Regions from separate parts of the Mus musculus genome. Here region 2 is linked to region 1. Evidence: chromatin contacts called from public promoter capture Hi-C data. All regions are on one chromosome and are shown on one strand. The core of a region is the stretch at or near the end of the contact, and the rest is flanking DNA. Distances in the headings are between cores, read along the strand shown. Region 1 holds the start of Susd3 (sushi domain containing 3). Region 2 holds the start of Phf2os1 (a long non-coding RNA gene).

The links. Promoter capture Hi-C pulls out the DNA fragments that hold promoters and counts their contacts.
Region 2: a contact with region 1 is called in a promoter capture Hi-C map of pre-B cells, with 4 times the contacts expected there. The contact joins the promoter of Phf2os1 here to the promoter of Susd3 in region 1. A contact is called at or near these places in 5 of 39 promoter capture datasets (the C10 cell line, the HPC-7 cell line, liver and 2 more), 2 of 484 Hi-C or Micro-C datasets (B cells and CD4 T cells), 2 of 115 datasets of contacts at active chromatin or transcription factors (double positive thymocytes and effector CD8 T cells) and 1 of 9 other capture datasets (liver).

What each region holds. Positions count from the first base shown.
Region 1 is chr13:49,245,770-49,250,092 of GRCm38.p6, reverse strand. It overlaps Susd3 (sushi domain containing 3), which reads left to right and starts at 1,799. Exons shown (of 5, transcript NM_025491.4): 1 at 1,799-2,048. The coding sequence starts at 1,961.
Region 2 is chr13:48,868,482-48,872,994 of GRCm38.p6, reverse strand. Phf2os1 (a long non-coding RNA gene) reads right to left here and starts at 2,044. Exons shown (of 2, transcript XR_003950516.1): 1 at 1,792-2,044; 2 at 1-143. Phf2 (PHD finger protein 2) reads left to right here and starts at 2,110. Exons shown (of 22, transcript NM_011078.3): 1 at 2,110-2,327. The coding sequence starts at 2,230.

The sequences.
Region 1 (4,323 bases), core at 550-3,049:
GTGTGTGAAGGCAGGGGATTACTCCGTGGTTCTCTCTTTCCACACACAGGTTGCCAGGCCTACAGAGCAAGCACCTTTACCCACTGGGCCATCTTGCTGATCCTATTTTCTGCTTTCTGATTAGACAATACACTTACTCATTGTTGCAAAGTCAGAAAATACAGGAAAGAGAGTAGAAAGTCCAGAATAAAGAATGCCTGTAACCTCACTGCCCAGTGGCAGTGAGGCGTGAGGGGGAGGAGCCAGCTTCCTGACAGTTTTCCCTGTGCCCTGTTGTATCCTTGGCTCTTGAACTGGCCTGGCAGGTGTCAGGTGCTCAGTAGTCACCCCCATGGCACACACACACACACACACACACACACACACACCCTCAAAGGGTTCTCAAGCCATCATTTCTGAACCCGAGGTGGGTGGAGGTGGGTGCTAGTTGTTGATGAGCTGACTCACCCTGGATGGTAGAACTGCAAAGTGGTCAGATCCCAGGCATATAACCAACTCCTCTCCTCCCCTCTAACCTACCATCAGGAAGTTAATCCTTGTGCTTTCCCATGGACAGCTCTTTTTTTTTTGGGGGGGGGGGGAGGGAGTTTTTTTCGAGGCAGGGTTTCTCTGTGTAGCCCTGGCTGTCCTGGCACTCACTTTGTAGACCAGGCTGGCCTGAAACTCAGAAATCTGCCTGCCTCTGCCTCTGCCTCCCAAATGCTGGGATTAAAGGCGTGCGCCACCACCGCCCCGGCGCCCTGTACAGCTCTTATCTGAACCTTTTACCCATCGACAATGGAATGTTAGGGCTTGAGTCATTGTGAAAGGTTTTGGGGGTGAAATTCTCATTTTTTTTTTCTATTGAGTAGAGACTAAAGAACCAAGAAAACAAGAGCTGGAAGGATAGCTCAGCAGTAAAGAGCACCTGCTGTTCTTGCATGTGATCTGAGTTTGGTTTCCAGCACCCACATGGTGACACACAGCCAACCACTGGCATGCAGAAGGCACACATACATGCAGGCCAACCGTTCATGCATAAAAGTAAAATAAATCTAAAGAAAAAAAGGATGCTCCCTGGAGACTTTGAAGAGCTCTGGCCCCACCTCCTGTATGATGAGACAACGTGGATCTGTGGTTCTGTGGAGTTCTATCTGTAGTGCTTTGTTCTGTAAGCCTAGGAAACATCCCCACCCTAAATAACTGTTGGTCAGCGCTGCTGAACATTGGGGGAGGGGGAGGGGGAGGGGGAGGGGGGAGGGGCGGCACTGAGCCACACGATGGTGGTAGGTGCCTCCCCCCCCCCACGTCCTTCACAGCTTCTACCCACAAATCAAGGACACTTTAAATCCCTCTAAGTCCCATCCCTGAGCCTCCAGGCAGCTGCTCTCCACTGGCAGACAGGGATCTCTGGCTATGTGGCCAGGAATTCTGATATCTCAGAGTATGGTGGGGGTGGGGTAGGAGAGGGGTTGGTATCACAGTGGGGTCTGTGGATGGACCTGCCTTTCACGATGCAGCAGACCGGACATAAGCTTGATTTCAACTTTAGGACATTAAAGAAAGTCACATCACGCGTGACTCGCAAGTTCAAGTGAAAAGGAGACATTAGGGGGTGCTACCAACCCTGACTCCAGAAGAGAATGAGGAGGCTGTCACTCTCCAAGGTCACCTGCCTGGCCCTAGAGTCCAAAGGTGAGTCGGGAGAGGAAGGGTGTGCAGAAAGACGGCTCTAGCTCAAAGGCTTACTTCGAGGCGATCAGCCTGGAGGCTCCCCATTCTCTGCCCCTCCAGGTGTCCAATCCCACTTCTGCCACCCAGTGCAAGGGGTTGGCGGGACCGGACTAAAGTTCAACTCTAGCGTCTTGGAGGGCGCGACCTGGGTGTGGCTAGAGACAGCCACGCCTTCCAACGACCCGCCCCTCAATTAAGTCCCGCCCCCACCTCCGCAAGCTCCACAGAACACTGCGGAGCGCTCAGGATGCGCCGAACGTCTGCGACCCTTCGGGGCCGAGCGAGGCCGCGGTGGCGTGCTGGGAACACAACGCCTGTCCCAGTGAACCAGACAGGTGAGGGCTAGGGCCGCAGTTCTCAGTGCCCTCTTCACCGACGGAGAAGTAGAGGGGCGAGGGGCTGCTGTGCTGGGGACCCTGTCCAGGAAGGGGGCGTGCATCGCACTGCCAGGGCCTTCTCGAGAACGAACTTTCTTCTTGACTTCCCGCCGATCCAGCGGGCGACCCCAACTGAGCCGAAACGGGGCGGCGAGCGGCCCGAAACCAGGCGGCGGGCACCTCTTAGCGTTTGCACGGATTCGGCGACGGTCGCCCCGCGCAGTCCCAGGTGCCTGCGGAAGTCGGAGCCGGCTTCACCTGGCGGGGTGTGCGGCCCGGGGTTGGAGGGAGTCATGGAAATGTCTTCTGGGTTGCAGAGAGTTGTTATCATCTTTGTTGATTACTCCAGCCACACTTTACCAAAGGGAAAGTGAGCCTGTGATAGAGGAGATGGGAGGTTATCCAGCAACCAGGACCCGGGCTGCATCTAGGCTGTCAAAGGTCAGAGGTCTCCGGGAGGAGGGAAAATGGTTGTTAAGTGTGCCGAAGAGGGTTCTACACTTGATCTTAGCCAAAAGGGCGAGAAGCGATGCTGATGTCAGCTTTGCTAACTCTTAGAAACACCACCAAAACCACATTCCTCCCAAGAGCTCAGTCCTGCGCATCCAGGAGGTTTCCTGCCTCTGTGGAGGGCTTAGCTGCATTGCACTGGAGGAAGCTGAGGATCTGTAGGCACATTGCCCTCACCCTAGAGCAGTGCTTCTCAACCGTCATAATGCTGCGACCCTTTAATACGGTTCCTCGTGCTGTGGTAACCCCCAACCATAAATTTATTTCCATTGCTGCTTCATAACTGTAATCCTGCTAGTTATGAATCCTATTGCAAATAACTGTGTTTTCTAACGGTCTTAGGAGATCCCTGTGAAAGGGTCGACTGACCCCCAGGTTGAGAAACCTTTAGTGGGTTTGATCCGTTTGATACCATCCCATCGTGCCAGCCCATTGCTGGCCCCACAGGTGTGGCTAGTTTTAGCTTTCTAATTGTTACTCCACAGGAGCGCCTTTGTGTTAGAAGAGGCTAACTCTGGGCCTGGTACTGCTGGGGGGAAGGGGGGACATGCTTGTGAGTACCTTCTGCATAGTAGTCTGGAGGAGTAGGTGTCACCAGCTAGAAGTGGATGGCCTTGCCTAAGGTTATCCCTTGGGGTGGCCTTGGGGCCCTGCTTAATTTGCAAACAAAAGGCTATTTGCATCGGAATCTCTGGAGAAAGTCTGAGAGTCCAGTGTCTCAGTTGTCCCTTGCCCTACCTGGCATCAGGAGGAATCCACATCCTCACAGTGTGTCCTTGGCACCCAGTTTCTAAGCATGTCCCAGGCTCCTTGTTGTAGTTCTGGTTGTAGTCCTCTCTTACTAGGGATGAGTCCCTACCCCAGTGTCTCAGTTCCCTTAGGAGATGCTAGGTGAGTGCGGTATTCCTGCCCCAAGGCTGTGGACAGGATTCCCAGAGTATAGGAGAGCCTCTTGATTAGAAGAGTCTGTGGGGCTTCCTTAGCCTGTTTAACAGGCCAGGAAGGGAAGGGAAAAGAAGGCCTGAAGCTGTGTGGAGATAGTTTGGTGTTGTCAGAAGATAATTGAGAGATTAAAAAAAATGGGGATGTGTAGTTCCCACAGTCTGTAGAATGGGCCCATTACTGAACATTCTGGTGGTCTGTGTTCTCCTGTGGGTAGGACTCCGGGCAGGACTAAGTGTGTTGTCATCTTTCCCCCCACCCCTCACTCAGCCCGGGTCTCCTATCTAGACTGGATAGAGGGTTTGGCTCTGCTCCCAGGGCAGCTCCTGAACTCCTTAGTCTGGGAGGTTTTCCAGGAACACAGGGTTCCAGTGGCTGGAGGCCACCTCCTGCTAACCCCAGAAGGGACCTTGAAAAGTACAAGAAGAGAGGCTCAGTGAATAAGTGCAGGTGGGCCTTTTGAAGGGTGTTCTCAGCTTCATCCCTGTAGCCTGCTGTGCCCATTACTACATAAGAGCAACTGAGGCCCAGTGCTAGCCGGTGTGAATCAGCATGGCGCTCCTCTCCCCTTGCCTTATGCACCCCCAGAAGATTCAGAGATACATTTGCCTTGGCTGGAGTAGCCTCTGTTCTGCCACGGAAAGAGAACACAGTCTATGGTCTGGACCCCAGCCTGGATGGCCCATGGTTTCAGGGGCATAGGAAGATGGGCTCAGAGAGAACAGATGACTTCCCTGAGGGCACAAAGCCAGGCTACGGGCCTTACATACTCGGGATTAGG
Region 2 (4,513 bases), core at 795-3,294, 380 kb after region 1:
TCATTCAGCCTTCTCATTCTTTCTCCCATCGCTGACTCAGATCTAAGTCCATCCCTGGTTCTTTCTACTCCAGGATGAACAGGAAAGCCGAGTGCTGGTGTACAGCTGTCAGCATAGAGTAGGTGCTCAATAAACATCTAAGGCTAGGAGGTGGGAGAAGGGATGGAGAAAACAAACAGAAGTTAGGGCCAGAGGCCTGGGGTAGGGTCTGTACTGCTGTATAGCTCAGCAGCTTCGGGAGGGCTCTGAGAATCAGGGTACCTGATCCCCAAGCACAGGGGCAGCTGTAGTGGGCACAGCTGGCTGCCAGAGAGAATGTCAGAAGATAAGGAGAGTAAATGGAGGCACCCAGTGGTCAGTACCCCACCAGAAGGAGAACAGGCTTTCTGGGGGAAAGGTGAGGTGAGAGGAACAGGTTCGGGACTTGGGCAGGGGTGTCCTCTTCCCTTGCTCCCTCTGCCCCCACCTTTGGTAGGCTACTTCCCTTCTGCATTTAACTGCTCTGAGCTTCAGTTTTCACTTCTGCTGAATGACAACTGCACCACCTCTTGGGGAGAGTGCCTTAGGTAACAGGGCAGTGCCTACCCCACCAGGACACATGCCTGGTGACAGGGACAGGGGATTAACAGCTGTTTCTTGCCTTGTAAGGGGAAGGACCATCCAGTACAGAGGAGACCCAAGGGGACAGCTGGAGTTCAGGCAGGTAGCTTGAAATGAATTCATTGTGTACAGGTTGACGGGGTAACCTGTCTGCGCCCCCCGCCCCAATTTCCTATCTCCCCTGCCACATGTGTGCCCTTAGGTTACACAGTGCTTGCCCTGGTTCGGATCCTGATTTGTGGCCCTGGGTTTACCTATTTGGGAAGGGTGGGGGTTGGTTGAGGGCAGATTCCATAACAGGCTATCCTCTGAGTTGCCAGCAATGGAGCTGATTGGCAGCCGCACTCTGGGCAGGGATAACTGGGACTCTGCCTTGTCAAGGTAAGCAGAGGTCTGAAACTCTGGAATGTATCTGCAGAGACTAGCATCTCCACGTATTGTGTGGGGACAGGCAAAGGGGAAGCAGATCTAGCAGACAGCTTTCTTCCTAAATATATGGCCCTGCTCATCAGGGTCGACCTGGGTAGGGGACAGAGAAGGACCCTCATTCATATCTCACCAACCAACCAAACAACCAACCAACCAACCAACAAAAAAGCTCTAAGCAGGACAGGTGAGACCAGGGAGCCAGTTCAGAGCAAGACTGCAGGGGCGAGAGCGACAACATAACCCCTTGTCTTCCCCAGCAGTCCTGTGGCTCAGTTGCGACTCACTGGACTGTCCTCCGCTCCTAAGGTCTGTGGGTCTATGGGTTGTAATAAGGGGTCCTGGGCGGCACCAATCCCAGGTAAGCTGTGTCCTACAACAAACAGTTCACTCTCGGGTCCCCTGACTTTTGCCGGAGCATCGGGAAAGTTCACCGGATCGTACGAGGAAGCAAGGCAGCCCCCAGCTAGAAAGAAGGGGAAGGGGAGGTTATTCAAAAGCCAGCAACTCAGTCGCAGTTCGGGATGGGAGGGAGGCTGCCGGGCCCAGGAAGAGGAGGAAGATCCCCCTGTCCATCCCACTTCGGGGTCAGAAGAAAGTTAAGGCCAAGGAGTTGCTTCTGGCTAAGGCAGGGCTGTGCGAACTGTGTTCACGTAGTCGGGGGCAGGGGGCTCCGCGGCTCGTCTCCCTGGGAGTCCCGGGGCCACCCTCTCCCGCGGGGTGCCCCCGAGCCCGGCTGCTGGCTCCCCCAGGCCCGCGGCCCACCTTCTACCGCGGCCCGCCTTCCCGGCGGCGGGAGCGGGGCCCAGGCCGGCGGGCGGAGGCGGCGCCACCCGGGGCGCTGACGTAGCGGCCGCTCGGCGGCCGGGGGTCCCTTCGGTGGGGCCGCGGCTCCCCGCCCGCCGCCCCCGCGCGTCCATTCGCTTTGTGTCCCGCGCGCGGCCGGGCCCCCCGCGCACTCTCAGCCCTGCGCCCCGCGGCCCGGCGGGCGGCTCCCGGCGCGGCCCCAGCAGCCCGCGCCGGCATTGTGTGGACGCGCCCGGCCGCGAGCGCGCGCGCGGGCCCTGCCGAGCGCCCCCGGCCCCGTCCGCTCCGGCCGCGGCGCCCGCGCCCGCCGCCCCCGCCGCCCTCGCCGCGCGGCCCCCGGCCCGGCCCGGCCCGACCCGGGCAGCGCAGCGGCGGGGCGAGCGGCGGCGCGGCAACATGGCGACGGTGCCCGTGTACTGCGTCTGCCGGCTGCCCTACGACGTTACCCGCTTTATGATCGAGTGCGATGCCTGCAAGGACTGGTTCCACGGCAGGTGAGCGCGCCGCGGCCCGCCCGGCCCACCGAGCCCCGCGCCCTGGTCGCGCGCCCCGGGCCCCGCCGGGCACCGCAGCCGCGTTCGGCCGCCGGGCCGCGCGCCCTTTTGTGCCCAGGGCGGGGGCGTACGGCCGCCGCGCACAAAGCGAGGCCCGTGGCCGGGGCGGGCGAGGGGCGCGGGGAAGTTGGGGCTCCGGCCGCGATGGGGCTGGGACCCGGTCGTCTGACAGCGGGGCCGCAGTGGCCGCGGAGGCCAGGAGCCGGACGAGGCCCAGGCCCGGGGCCCCCGCCGCCAGCCCCCTGCGAAGTTGCAGGAACTTTCCCCGCGCGGGCTCGGGGCGGCCGGGCCGGGAGAGGCGGGCGCGCGGCCCGGCGCGGGTCCCCCGAGAGGCGCGACTGGCGGGCTCCGGAGCTGGCAGGGCTCGGGTGGACCGGGGGAACGGTAGCGAGGTAGCGGCCAGTGCCCCCCGTCTGTGCTGGATCCCGGGAACCCCCTCGGGACTGTGTCCTGGCGGGCAGGACCCCACCGGGGACCCCGCGTGCCTACTGGCTCGGGCCGGCCTGCGGGCCTAGGCGGGAGTGCAGTGACAGACCGACGTGAGTGTCTGTGTGTTGGGGTGGGGGTGTTGTGGCTTGGCCGCTCATTTCCTGGCCTGCTCGGCTCCCCATTTCCCTCCTCTCTGCTTCAGGCAGAGGAACCCCAGTTTTGACATGACCTTATGCTCTTTAAGGAAGATGGGGAGGAGGGAAAGAGGTAAGCTTGGAGATACTAAACCCGCCCTCTGGGCCCTTGCCGGTGGCCATGACCTGGCCTTGTGTCTACTTTTTAAGAGCCTAAGTCCCTTCCTACTTAGAAGTAAGAGGAGGAGAAAGAGGTGATCATCCTGCTTAAACTGCTCCAACAGGTTCTCTTGTGTTTGACTTTGCCTGTGGGATGTGCTTGGGCCTCAAGAGGGCTGGCCTGAAGCTGGACAGGTCTGTCTGTCCCCTGGGTGTGAGTTTTTAACAGCGAGTAGCAGGCTGGAGGGAGAGAACGGTGTGTGGTTCTGGACCGTCCCTGACCTTCCTTCTAGAGAGAAGACCCTTCTGATATCTCACATCCAGGATCTTTAGGGAGTCTTGAAAAAGAGCTGTGGTCTCTGGTCTAGTCATCTTTAAGTGTTGGGAGCTAGGTGGCCAGGATTTGATGGGCCTTCTCACATCTGTAGGCCCTGGGACAGAGGCCCACTCTTGTAGGGCAACCTGGCTGGCCTTACGAGGGGTGGTCCTGTATGGCTCACTGGAATCCCTCGAGTATCTTGTGTTGCCTCCCCCAAATATCTAGGGTTGTGGAGAGCACTCAGAGTTGTGTGACCCCTGGGCTCTGCTCCAAAACAGGGCCACTATAAACAGCCACCAACTGGCATCCATCTCGAAGGGTTTGTGGCCAGATCACAGTGGGTGATAGCCCGGAGGCCTCTCCAAATCCAGAAACGCTGGGAATCTGGACTTGAGTAGCCCTGAGAGTGGTGGCACCCCTTCTTCCTGTCTCAATCCAAGACCTATAGCACCTCTGGTTACCTGTCAGCTGGGCTGCTGCCGAGGCAGAGAAGGGGGTGGGGGGGTGAGATAATGAGTCTTGATGCTGGAAGAGGTTTGTTGTTTATTGTTTGCTTTGGTTTTGGAGGTCTAGTCACCTTACTGTTTCTCTGAGGATTTTGATTTGCTCTGAGACAGGCAGTTGATTAGCACAGCTACATTTGCATGTATTTGGGTCTGTGGGCAGTAAAAGGGACCCTTCACAGCAGGTGGTTTCTTAAGCTCCAGTGCACCATGAGTTACCCCTCTTCCTGGGGCTAGAGCTCTCCCTAGCTTTGTGCAGGATCAAGGGTTGGGGCCTGAGGTCAGGCAGGGAGGGAAAGGCTGGGGCCTCTTCCTGCTCCTGTAGCCTGGACCAGATCCCTGGGCCCCTCTCAAGTCTCTCTTGTTCAAGAGTGGAAGGCGTGTGGTCAGCTCCCTGTGTGTCTCTCCCCCTCCAGTTATTCTTGGAAGACCCCTGATGGTTCTCGTCAGAGCTATGTAGCACCTGGATTGTTAATTCCCTCCGAGTTTACATTTTACCTCACGTCTGAACAGCTTGTCAGATTTTACACTTTTGATCTTGAGGAAACAAGACTTACTGAAGAAATTTTTAAAATGGCATCC